Linked DNA regions of Mus musculus: all the other regions are linked to region 3. Evidence: chromatin contacts called from public Hi-C and promoter capture Hi-C data. All regions are on one chromosome and are shown on one strand. Each heading gives the region's core, a stretch centred on a gene start, on an enhancer-like site or on the middle of the called end of the contact. The rest is flanking DNA. Distances are from core to core; before and after follow the strand shown. Region 1 has its middle 12 kb from the start of Gm26104. Region 2 overlaps Cep170 (centrosomal protein 170). Region 3 holds the start of Adss (adenylosuccinate synthetase, non muscle).

Region 1 (3,901 bases), core at 603-3,102, 1.1 Mb after region 3:
TATATTGATGCAAAATCCTTCTATTGATATACACAGTACATGAATTATGATGTTTTTCTAACCTAGTTAGAAGTATTATATTTTAGAATTTGAATGTACTCAAAGGCCCATGGTGGATACACTGTGGCACTATTGGGAAGTGTTACAACCAATGGAAGATAGGCCTTAGTAGAAGGAAGCTAGGTGGCTGGGATTATGTCCTTGAAGCTATTTAGACCCTGGTGTGGCCCGCTACATGTTGCACAAGATTGCTCCCTCATGCATTCTCCCCCATGGTGCCTGCCTTGCTTCAGTCTTGCACTGAAACAGGAAAGCCAAACCAACCATTTGTTTAAACCCTGGAAACTGAGAGACAAAAAATTATTTATCTTGAATAGATTATATCAGGCATTTTGTCATAGAAACAGAAAACTGATTAACACCAGGGGGAGCAAAAACCCAAAGTATTCCTAGACAATGACCCTAGGATCCTTTCCTTAGAAATGTATTCTCAGGATTCAGAAGAAGGCTCTCCAGGCATCTTTACACACACACACACACACACACACACACACACACACACACACACACCGTCTCTGTTAAGTTCTCTCTTCCCTGTATACTTTGTAAACATTAGCTGCCTGGATACCAAGTTCTGATCTTGCTAGGCCTTAAAGGAAGCCTTCTCTCTAGGCCAAACCCGGAAACTCCCTCTGGGGAAGAAATGGGGACAATTTTAGAACATATCTGCATGAGCCTCTCAATCACCCTCCTTTATGTCTATGTACATATGAAACTTACTGCTTTGTATGTTGTGTCTGCTGCTTGGGAATGATAAATTTGGCCTATGTTACTGCATCTTGGTAGAAATAGAAATTATAGGTAAATTACTTCAGGGATAAAGGTTTCCATGTTAAATCTGCTTAATCTGAAAGTATCTTTAATTACAAGTCAACCTCTAAAATACACATATACAAATATACCCAAAGCTCTGATGCTAAGTAAAGTCATTGATATATACAAGCTACAATTTTTTGATATTTTTATAACTAAAATAAAACACAAAAATTTAGATAGTATTCTCCATCTGAAAAGTTTGAAATTTTTAGTTATTTTCATTAATTACTATGACTATAAACCAATGTCTACAAACACATAATGACAAGATCTTGTTTTGAATCATTATATCTGAAGAGTGTTCCATTTTTTTCTTCTATAAGAAACCCTTTAAAAATACGCTCTGGCTGGCAGTGGTGGTGCACACCTTTAATTCCAGAACTTGGGAGACAGAGGCAAGAGGATCTCTATGAGTTTGAGGCCAGCCTGGTCCACAGAGAGAGTTTGATGACAGCCAGAACTACACAGAGAAACCAATACAAAATGACCAGCCAACCAACCAAACCAAAAAAAACCAAAACCAAAAAACAAAAAAAAAAACAAAAACAAAAACAACAAGAAAAAAAAAACAGAACAACATAAAAACATACTCATGTTTAAAGAAAAATTTAAACTAACTGTTTTAGGTTTTAAATTAAAACTTTCTATTAAGCACAGCCACAAATGATAACAGGGTGAGGTGGTTGAGGGCTAAGAAGTATGGCTTGTGATCAAAGAAGACACCAACTTCAAAATAACAAACAGCCTTAAGTTCCAGTCCTGTGCAGTGCTTACATTTCAAGCAATAAAAAACAAACAAACAAACAAATAAGTAAAATTAAAGCCTAATTCTTCAGTTACACAAGACGCTAGTATAGACTCATTTCAAAAGTAGTTCTGTGGGGATGGATGGCTTAGTGGTTAAAGTCACTTGCTGCTCTGACAGAGGATATGAGTTCCTAGTACCTGAGGCATTTCACAAACATCTGGCGCTTTAGCTTCAGAAGTGGAGGTGTCTGTTGCCCTCTTCTGGATTCTGAAGGCACTACATGCAAATGTACATACATACACATGCATACAAATAAAAATAAATATTTTTTAAAATGTAGTACTGTATAGGTTCAATATTTAAATTCCATTGTGTCTTTTTATCCAGCACTGATATTTCCCAAACTACTTTCGTGGTATCTCCTGACACATTTTCAGGAAATACTAATATAGACTCTGTGGATAAAAAGAATCTAAGGAAATAAATAAGTTTGGGGTAAATACTGAAAAGATATGCATTGACGTCCTATTTTCAGATATGTATAATGCACAGTCATGTTAAATATGTGACAGACACTGCTTTGGTTTGTTTAAACTAATACTTTATTAAATTCCACATGTCTAGCCAGGCGTGGTGGCGCACGCCTTTAATCCCAGCACTCGGGAGGCAGAGGCAGGCGGATTTCTGAGTTCGAGGCCAGCCTGGTCTACAGAGTGAGTTCCAGGACAGCCAGGGCTATACAGAGAAACCCTGTCTCGAAAAACCAAAAAAAAAAAAAAAAAAAAAAAAAACCAAAACCAAAACCAAAACAAAAAAACAAAAAAGCCAGAACCTTTAAAAAAATTCCACATGTCTTAGGAGAAATATGTTATTTGAGAAAAAAAAGGTATGGAGTTGGGTGGGTGGGATACAAAGGATCTGGGAGGAGCTGGGGAAAGGAGGAAGTGTGATCAGAATATGTTGTATGAAAGCAAATGCGGTTTTTTTTGGCAAGCTCTATTCCAGGTATTAAAATATTTATAATTATAATGTGATGTCATGGCTCTTGTTATTACTAGGACTATGCCATAGGTTGGATTCTTTGCCTATTAAAAAATTTCTATTTGATGATTATTTTAATGTTATGGTACATAAAATGTGGTCACTAGTCCTTTTCAGCTATGACATTTCAGTCAGTATAAAAAAACCCTAAAGCCCAATTCTTCAGTTCCACAATGTGCCTCATAAGAGTCTTCTAGTTCGTATTTCTGTTTTGTAGGGTCCATACTAAATATCTCAATAATTATTTCTAAAACACGCCATAGCTTTCCAAAGTTCCCAGTCACCACTGACAACATTAATTTATTAGTCTTCATAAAAGCTTTGTGACTTAGAAAACAGAATGCCTTCCTGCAGGGAAGCCTGTGGTGTTTTCACTTAAGGGAAACTTGAGTTGTTGGGTTTAACTGTACTGTTCCCTTAGGAATTTGCTCAAGTCCCCCATCGTCACCTGCATGTGCTACAAGCTGCAGCCTGAAGTCTCACCATTTCATGATAGGAAGGGATGGAGCCACAGAGACGCACTTATACAGGGCCTGTGAAGTGTGTCACTATCCCAGGTATCTCTCAAGAAAGAACAAGCTTTCTCCTGTCTCTGTCGTGTTATTTCTACACCACTCCTTTCAGCCAGTGTAGCAGGATACTAGGCCACAATAAGGGCTGGAGAGATGGCTTAGTAGGAAATAGTTCTTGTTTTTGCAGATGTGAAGACAGAGTTTAACCCCCACCCCCAGCATCCATATAAAGCAGTGGGCATAGGGTTATGTGTGTGATGTAATTCTAGATATTGGGAGTGAAGACAAGTGGTGAGCCTCAAGCTCAGTGAGAGATTTTATCTTAAAAGGAATAAGGCAAGAGTGACAGAAAATACCCCTGACCCCTGTGTGAGCATGCACACTGGCACATTCACGTGCACACAACACACATTGGTCCCACATACATATTTTCAAATGTATGTTTAGACTATACAAAGGGGAACACAGCCCCACACTTCTTTATAATGAACAGGAGCACCAATTGCAGGTTGGAGTGGAAACAATAACCCTAAGCTTGTTTCAAACGGTGACAGAAATCATCTCCCTTTTAGATGACTGTTTGCGTAACACTGCCTTCTCAGTCCCTCTCCAGGACAGTGCTGGGAAGGAACAGGACAGGGCTTGAAGGTGTACCCAGAGAGGGGTCTCTGCAGGTTGTTAGCCTGGGTGAACAACACAGGATGCCTGCTTACATTTGAATTTC
Region 2 (4,195 bases), core at 1,455-3,954, 1.1 Mb after region 3:
TGATTTCAGTATCCATTTCAATAGGTTCAACCCTGATGGGGAAGAGGAGGATGTTACAGTACACGAATGACGTTTCCTTATTTGTTAGAGACATTACCCATGGAGTAAGTAGGGGCATTGGAAGCAGCATAATGTTGACATACAAAACAAGAGAGCTTGGTCAGCAACAATCTTGTTATCTTTGTCTTCTTGATTTATTTATTTATTTTTACTTCTAATGTGTCACACCAGTCTTTTCAAACCACTCAGACAGCCACTTGAAGCACACTCAGCAGAGGCAGCTTATATCGGCTTCGCCTTTTGTGGTTCTGTGATTTTCAGATGAAATCATATCATTTCATCCTTTCCCTTCATAGTTTTTTTTTGTTGTTGTTTGTTTGTTTTAAGCCATGCTGTGACCTACAAACAAACTAAAATATCCACATTTCTGAGCCCCTGTGTCTCCTGTGCCAAGCTGCCCCCTGAGATGAACTTTGGCACCCGCTGTACAGATTGTTAAACCTTTCAATTTGCTTCTTAATACTAGGGTTTATATTATTCCTCACAGTCACTGGACACAGCGCCGCCCTGCTCTGTAGAGTGAAGCAGACCCTCCACAGCAGCCGTCCTGCGTTCTAAGACTTTCCAACATAGTGTGATTTATAACTGTTGCTAAGTAACTTGTCTTGGGGTTTATGGAAATTAATTATTATGTTTGCACTAAGATTTACTGGGAGTGATAGATGGGCGTATGCATATATCACTAAGGACTGACATTTGTACATAGGAAGTTGACAATACTGTATTGTTTTAACCCCACAGTGTTTTACTCCACTTTTCATACAAAGCTATTTGGCACTTTTCTTTTTTTCCTTTTTTTCTTTTCTTCTGTTTTTCTTTTTAAGGAAATACGATTTTGTCTCTCCTTTTAGATTAAATTGCTAGGAAGGTTAAATTTGACAGATAGTTTAGGTGGAGTATATTTTTAAAATTAAGAACATGTATATTTGTCCTGTGTTACCAAGTTTTTATGTTACAGAAATGCCCCTCAAATGATCATGAGGTTAATTTTTCTTCATTAGGAGACGTGAAGATCAGTAGTTGTGAGAGTAGTTGATAGTTGCACTCCCAGTCATTGAATTGCTTCTGTGTTTCCCTGTAGGTCCATAGTAACCCTTTGTCAGTCTTACACATTTGTAAGGACCCTGCAAGACAGCAACAACGACTAAGGCTTTGGGCTTATCGCTACTAAAAAGAAAGCCTGTGAAAAATATCTTCTCTAAACTTGGTTTTTGTTACTGTTTTGTTTTCTTTCCAGTAAGCTCACATTTCAATAAGTTTTTAAATAAAGGAATTATTTTTGTGTTTCCAGAACACTATAATTTGGGTGAATCTTAATTCTTTTAAATATATTAATAGGCCTGGATTTACTCAAAGGCTCTAAGTCTATAAAGAGTAAACTGCAGCTTTGTGATGTGGTCTTTGATATCTTAGCAATAACCTACGCTACATTTGTTTTAAGGAAAAGGTAACTGCTCTTCAAGGTTTTTTTTTTTTTAGGATCTAAGAAATCCTATGATGTTGGATCAGTTAATAAAAATGCAAAATGTTTTTGTAAGATGTAAAACATAAGTCTGCTGTGTAATGGATCTCATATTTTTCTTTAAATTAAAAAACAGAAAAGGATTTGTTCTCCTTGTAAAGCTAAATTCACAGCTCTCATGAAGTAAAACTTCAAAAGGATTTTAACAAATGTAAAAGGGAAGTGAGATGCTTTGAAGGAACAAACAAAACATCGAAGCAGGGTCAGTCCATTTCAAGAAAAAGTTATGCATAATAATCATGATTGTTCCCCCCTTTAGTTAACGTTTGGTACTGAGTCTATCTACATGAAGAATACAAGATAAGGAGTCTAAGAAGGTATTAAATTATCTACTTACGTTATTGTTTGTTTACACAGTTTTGTTCAATTATAAACATTTGGCCTTTTACTATGTTATTTTTATTTTATATGAATACATTCTCCTTATTTATTTTTGTTACATTTATTACTTTATTTTGTTATGCATTTACAACTCCATTTTTAAATAAAGTGTTTCTGGAACTTTATGCAATGATCATAGATTTCATGTCTTTTACCATGTGATATATTTTCATTTATAAATTTACCAAACAACTTTTTATAAAGGAACCTTCCAGTTTTAATAACTATATGATCATCCAAAACAGTATTCTTAATGGATTACTAACAAATGTAATACAATAGCTTAATACTCTAGTGTAACATATGTTCATGGATGTGTGCATGTGCACATACAAGCACACACATGCATGCACACAAACACACACACAAGTTATTTGTAGTCAGCCTTGAGTCATCCAAAAGCTTTCTGACAGTAGTATATCGGGGAAACAAAGGAGAAGTTTAAATATCTTGAACATCTTCAATTTAAAAAATATCAATTTAGACTTTTTTTCATTCTCAGTGGGTCTCAAGAGTCTTGAATGTCTCCGTTATTAATCAATAGCAAGAATTTCACAGCTTGATTGTGTGGCTTTCCATATTCTAACCCTGTTACATGCTGCTTCTCAGTATAATTTCTGCCTGCTCTTCCACCCTGCACTGTTTACCCACAGCCCTGCCATTCCTCAGACCCTACCTACATCTTCACAAAACTTCCTTCTTTGATACCATAGCAAGTGTCTTGTATACTTTCATTTCCCCTCTTCATATGACACATGTGTATGTACTTCTCTTACGTCACTGCAGGTGTTTCCTGGGTAGAACGCCATACTTCTGTGCCATTGAACTTCCTTTGTGTCCTTGGCCTTGTCTTTTCCAGGGTAGACATCCTGTTCAGCTTCTGCATCCTCTAACTTCCTTCTTGTCCTTGGACCTGTTTGCTGTGTCTCTGGCAGGAACAACTCTTGAGGGATTTCAGTTGAATGTTTTGAGATCCAGACCTATTCCTGTGAATGTGGTCCTTCAACTCTGATCTATAAAATGAGAGCTTCATCTTATCTAAGGTTCTTGTAGTTCAAGGGACTATGAAATAATGCTTCAAAAACACTGCAAGGTTCTTATATATAAACTCACTGAAGTCGCCTAACCCATCAGATTCAGTTTTGCCCAGACCTAATCCATTCTGTAGCTACTGTCTTAACATACTAAGCAGTATACTCATCAGAAGTAAACGGTCCTTGATCCTACACTGAGAGGGTGAAAAGCCCATTTTCCTCTAGTACCATAAGTCATACTCCTGTTGCCCCTTGGCTGATCTTAAAGGGAATACACACTGCTCTGTATGCTCAGATTCCTTTTGATTCATTTTCATTCTCATCAGGTTGTAGGAACTTTGTAGCCCTTCTCTTCCCTGTTTGCTTTCCTGTGTGCTCTTGATTCACTGACACCTGCTATGCCACAGTCCAGTTAGGTCTTAAACACGGTCAGAGGCTCCCCAGAGCTGTGGTGGTACCACCCATGTCTGAGATACTCTGTTGGACCTGTAGTTGCATGCAAATTACAGATCTCCAGGAAATAGTCCACAACATGTCTAAGTTTGGGAAACCTTTATGTTATTTGAATGTGAGAGTGGCCAGTACAACAGGAATCTAGAAGGAATATCTGAGCCTCATAGCTGTATATTCAAAGTTTTGTTTAAGTTCCCTGAGCCGAGCTAAATCACTTCTCCCCCCCCCCCTCCCTTCCAAATGCAGTTTCCCAAACCATAAAGCCAGTCCCTTGCTGATGCCTATATGTAGCTGATGTTGCCACCTGGAGCCATTGCTTGTTGGAATGTTCACTGCTCTGCATTGCTCATATGCATACGGAAACATGCAGTAAACATTTGTTCCCTGAAATCTTCTTAGTTTCACCATACTGTTCAAGCTATTGCAAAGTCCTATTCTGAAGTGGATGGACGTTTGTAGTTTTAAGGTATGTAGTATTAGATCTAGAATTGGCAGATATTACATTTAATTCAACTGCTTCATATTTGAGGTAGTTGAGGCACAAATGTAGAAAAGAGTACGGCCCTGTTGGGCAGTTTACCAAGAGTGTTAGCTGCATTATCCCCACGACTCTTGAGTTTCTCTGTTAGAGATGAAGGAACCTGCAATAAGAGAATAAGTTTTGCCAGACGGTGGTGGTGCACGCCTTTAATCCCAGCACTCGGGAGGCAGAGGCAGGCAGATTTCTGAGTTCGAGGCCAGCCTG
Region 3 (4,128 bases), core at 1,592-4,091:
TTCAATTCATTCTCAGTAACAAAATCTTCCATATTCCTACTAGGATGTTCCATTAAGCTCCATTTAAAGCATCCCACTGCTTTCCAAATCCTAAGTCCCAAAATCCACATTCTTCCAAACAAAAGCATGGTCAGGCCTATCACAATAATACCTGACTCCTGGTAGCAACCTCTGTCTTAGTTTGGGTTTTACTGCTGTGAACAGACCACTCCCAGGGCCCAGCATATACAAACCATCACAGAGTAGGTGGGCAGGGGTGTTGATATTCTGTCTAAACTCCACCTCATAGTTCTTGGCAGCAGCCAGGTAGGCTTGGCCCAGTATAAAAGGGGCTGCTTGGCCCCTTCTCTCTCTCTTACCCTTTTGCTCTCTTGCTTCTCTCTTGTCCCTTGTGCCCCTTCTCTCCAATTCCCTCCCCCTCCTCTCTCCACGTGGCTATGACCGGCCACTACGTCTCTACTCTCTCCTTCTCTCTGCCTCTCTCTGCCTCTACTACCCTCTTAAAACCCCCCCCCCCATGCCCTGAATAAACTCTATTCTATACTATAGTGGTGTGTGTCTGGTTCCTCAGGGGGAAGGGATGCCTCCACCTGGGCCCACTGAATAACCCCCTTCCTCCACACCCTGCCAGAACATATTCTTATAGCTCTTTCTCTTTTTTATGGTCACAACAAGGGGAATGTTGATAGGTTTCCTCTTTTGGCCCTCAAATTGGCCTTAGCAAGGACTCCCAAATGAGTAGTCAAGCATGTGGGATGATTAAGAAGTACTCTGGATGGCCAGGCACTATCAGGCTCTAGAGACTTGTGGCAAGAATCCAGAAAAACAAATGACCTCAGTTCTCTATTGCTGACTCCTGTGGTTTCAAGGCAGTTGGCATGGTTTAACCAAAGTGGAGAGACTTTTAAAATGGCTACCAAGGGGGGGGGGGGGAGAAGTCAGGACCAGGAGAACAGAAGTAGTAGATCACCGTTCATGTCCCAACTGGTGATCTTGATTCACTGTGTTACCTGTGCTCAGAGGTCTTAGTATAGCATAGATTCTCCGTACTTAATGATAAGACCAGTACTGGTACAGTAAGTACTCCTATTATAATCACACCTGAAACCCTGCCCACCATAGAATTCAAGCAGAGACTGGTCTGATTAGTATATGAGTAGGAGAACTATGCAATGTAAAACTGGACTTTATAGATGCTCGGTGATCAGGACACTGGGAGACAGCACACAGGATATGATTCTATGCCATATGGATTTGTTTGTAATGGTGAGTATTAAATCCTAGGTCTTACATGTGCTAGCAAGCAATGAGCTACATTCTTTATTATTAGTCTTTTTTCAAAGCAATTATTTCCTTTACCAAAATTTAATGTCACAGTTTGGGTTGCAGTGAGAACATTAGATCAGGGCTGGAGAGGCAGCTCAGTAGTTAGGAGCACGTGCTGCTCTTCCAGAGCATCTGGATTCCCTCTTTAGCACCTGTTGTCTCAGTGGTTCTCAACTTTCCTAATGCTGTGACCCTTTAATACAGTTCCTCAGGTTGTGGTTGCCCCATCCCCCAACTATACAATTACTTCACTGCTATTTTATAACTGTAATTTTGCTATTGTTGTGAATCATAATGTAAATACCTAACAGATATGACATCTGATATGCAGTCCCTGTGAAAGGGTTGATTGACTCCCTAAGGGGGTCTCAACTCATAGGTTGAGAACAGCTGTATTTTCAGATGTCTCACGACCACCTGTTGCTCTGACTCCCAGGGATCTGAGGCCCTCTGCTGGCCTTCAGACAGACAGACAGACACACAACATGGTATGTGACCTCTCACACACAAATAATATAAATAAGTAAATAAATACATAGATAAACCCACATTAGATAGACAATAGGCACACTCTGTAATCAGTTACAATTAAAACACTGAGAAGCACCTAGGCTTACTCAATCTGCAAACTGTCCAAAGTACCATTTTAACGCCCATGAGAGGAACTGATAAGCTATTTAAGAGTTCGAAGGTCTGGGGGGCGAATAACTCAGTGGTACAGTATTCGCATCAAATTACAAGGTTCTGAATTTGATCTCCAACACTTCAACAGAGAAAAAATGGGAGAAGAGAAATTGTTTTGTAGAACGAACGTATTTTACAAAATATTGTAAACTTTAAGGTTGTGGGGATCAAATAACCCAGGTACATTCGGATATGACATAGGCAATTGACTCATCTTTGTGCCCCAGATACTGTAAAAATGGGAAGAGTTAGGATGCTATCTCTAGATTTCATTTTTACTGCTTTTAGTTTGCACTTTTAGTCCCTTTTCAGTTCTAAATTTATTCGGCTCCACTCCAGCCTCCACATATTTTTAAATCCCAGTTTACATTTTGTAAGGGTATTTCATTCTTTAAGATACCCAAGTGTTTAGACACAGAAAACCAAATTGGCTTTTAGAGACCGAAACCAGCCAACCCTGACACTGTGGTGCCATGCCTTGGCCATCTCACAGAGCATTGCATGCTGGGAATTGTAGTTCCACACTCTTTCACCCCCTTCCCTACCGCGAGTTTGAAAGGCCAGAGGCTGGTGGGCGGGCACAGAGGGCGGAACTCTCCGTTAGCCCCGCCCCCTGGCCTCCGCTCTCGCGCGGTTCTCCCCGGAGCAGCGCGCCAAGCCGGGGATGGGGTGTGGCCTCCGCCCTGGGGTGGCGGCAGTTGAGGCCGTGGCGCCTGCGGGCCGCGCAGAGGCTTCGGCCTGCGCCAAGTGTGGTCCCGCCCTGAGCGGGCGGGCGGCGGAGCGCGGGGCGGGGCCTGGAGAGAGGGTGGCGGCCCTCGGGGCGGGGGCGGGGCCGGCCTCTGGCTCCTTCTTCCTCCGCATGTGGCTGGTGGCGGCGCAGCAGTTGGGTTCACGTTCCGTTCTCCTGCCCCGTCTCCTTAAGGCTCTTCTGCCCTGCCGGGAGCCATGTCGATCTCCGAGAGCAGCCCGGCGGCCACCTCCCTGCCCAACGGCGACTGTGGCCGCCCCAGGGCGCGGTCCGGAGGGAACCGGGTGACTGTGGTGCTGGGAGCGCAGTGGGGCGACGAGGGCAAAGGGAAGGTGGTGGATCTACTGGCGCAGGACGCCGACATCGTGTGCCGCTGCCAGGTGAGGGAAGCCGGGCCCTTTCTGGGACGGCCGGCGCGGTGAGGTGTCACCTTGAGGTGCGTCCCTCGGGCTGGGAGCTGCGGGGAACCCCTGCCCTGGAGTCTCCGGTGACGCTCCGGGTGACTCTGGAGGAACCTGGAAGATGCGCGATGTTGGAGCTGCATTTCGGGGTCTGGGGACTGGGCTGGCGGTGCGCCGCGGGCAGAGTTGAGGGAGCTTCCGCCCGAGGCCTGCTCGGGACTCTGGCTAGACCCGGCCAGGCCCACCCGCCGGCGCGGACTAGGAAGGGTCCTTTTCCCCAATTTCCCTGAAATCGAGATTCAGCACTGCATTACCTACAGGCTTAGGCACGCAGAACCTCGCCTCCATCGGTCCACTTTGTTGATAGCAGAATCCGCTACGGGGCGATGAGACTGTTTGGGGCCCTCCGGTGCTTTTGTTTGTTTTTTGTTTTTAACTCGTATTTCATAGACTACTATTAAGGGGAGATCTGTTTTTATTACTCACCGGTCCTTAAGGAATCCCCAGTAAGTTGAAAAGTGAGTGTGAGGCAACTAAATACGGAGATTTCAAGTCGGATAATTTAGAAATGTTTACAATGCTTCGGTAATATAAAAAGTTGACTTTCAGGAAATCCAGTGTTTCCTACCCGGAGACACGTGGGTTTTAGTGTTAGTTTTTTTTTTTTTTTTTTTTTTTTTTCTTATTAGTCATTTGCTTTGAAGCAGCCTAGAGGGTAGGCCTTTGAAAAAGGCTCTCAGAAAACTATCATCCCCGTTTCAGAATTCAAAATAAATGAGCAGTTCCCACATTCAAAACAAGGTGCAGTGTTGGAAGTTAATGGTGGCGTATTTAGATTGTAAGAATTTTTTTCTCCCTGAAGGTACATGGTTTTGTGTGGGGGTGCCTTGTGGTCTAGGCTAATCGTGGAAAGCTTTTTTACCTAAAATTGAAACGTATGAAGAAACCGGCCTGTAAAAGGCCAGGTGC

What was found. Promoter capture Hi-C pulls out the DNA fragments that hold promoters and counts their contacts. Hi-C and Micro-C count contacts between places; a contact is called where the count stands out from the background.
Region 1: a contact with region 3 is called in a Hi-C map of B cells, with 12 read pairs. The contact joins the enhancer-like site here to the promoter of Adss in region 3. A contact is called at or near these places in 10 of 39 promoter capture datasets (the 3T3-L1 cell line, the C10 cell line, the HPC-7 cell line and 4 more), 2 of 484 Hi-C or Micro-C datasets (B cells and pre-B cells), 4 of 115 datasets of contacts at active chromatin or transcription factors (the 230-238 cell line, astrocytes, embryonic stem cells and 1 more) and 2 of 9 other capture datasets (adipose tissue and macrophages).
Region 2: a contact with region 3 is called in a promoter capture Hi-C map of pre-B cells. The contact joins the enhancer-like site here to the promoter of Adss in region 3. A contact is called at or near these places in 10 of 39 promoter capture datasets (the C10 cell line, the HPC-7 cell line, HPC-7-derived erythroid cells and 5 more), 2 of 484 Hi-C or Micro-C datasets (bone marrow-derived macrophages and embryonic stem cells), 4 of 115 datasets of contacts at active chromatin or transcription factors (the 230-238 cell line, double positive thymocytes, extraembryonic endoderm stem cells and 1 more) and 1 of 9 other capture datasets (macrophages).

What each region holds. Positions count from the first base shown.
Region 1 is chr1:176,710,567-176,714,467 of GRCm38.p6, reverse strand. No RefSeq gene overlaps it. Among named protein-coding and RNA genes, the nearest start is that of Gm26104, 12 kb to the right of the region's middle. Within about 2 kb of position 1,852, at least 2 of the 459 cell types and tissues checked have an H3K27ac peak or open chromatin away from gene starts, as enhancers often do. A contact at or near this core is called in B cells, where this site is marked.
Region 2 is chr1:176,731,555-176,735,749 of GRCm38.p6, reverse strand. It overlaps Cep170 (centrosomal protein 170), which reads left to right. Exons shown (of 20, transcript NM_001099637.2): 20 at 1-2,097. The coding sequence ends at 70. Among named protein-coding and RNA genes, the nearest start is that of Gm26104, 33 kb to the right of the region's middle. Within about 2 kb of position 2,704, at least 51 of the 459 cell types and tissues checked have an H3K27ac peak or open chromatin away from gene starts, as enhancers often do. A contact at or near this core is called in the 230-238 cell line, double positive thymocytes and pre-B cells, where this site is marked.
Region 3 is chr1:177,795,222-177,799,349 of GRCm38.p6, reverse strand. Adss (adenylosuccinate synthetase, non muscle) reads left to right here and starts at 2,841. Exons shown (of 13, transcript NM_007422.3): 1 at 2,841-3,138. The coding sequence starts at 2,956.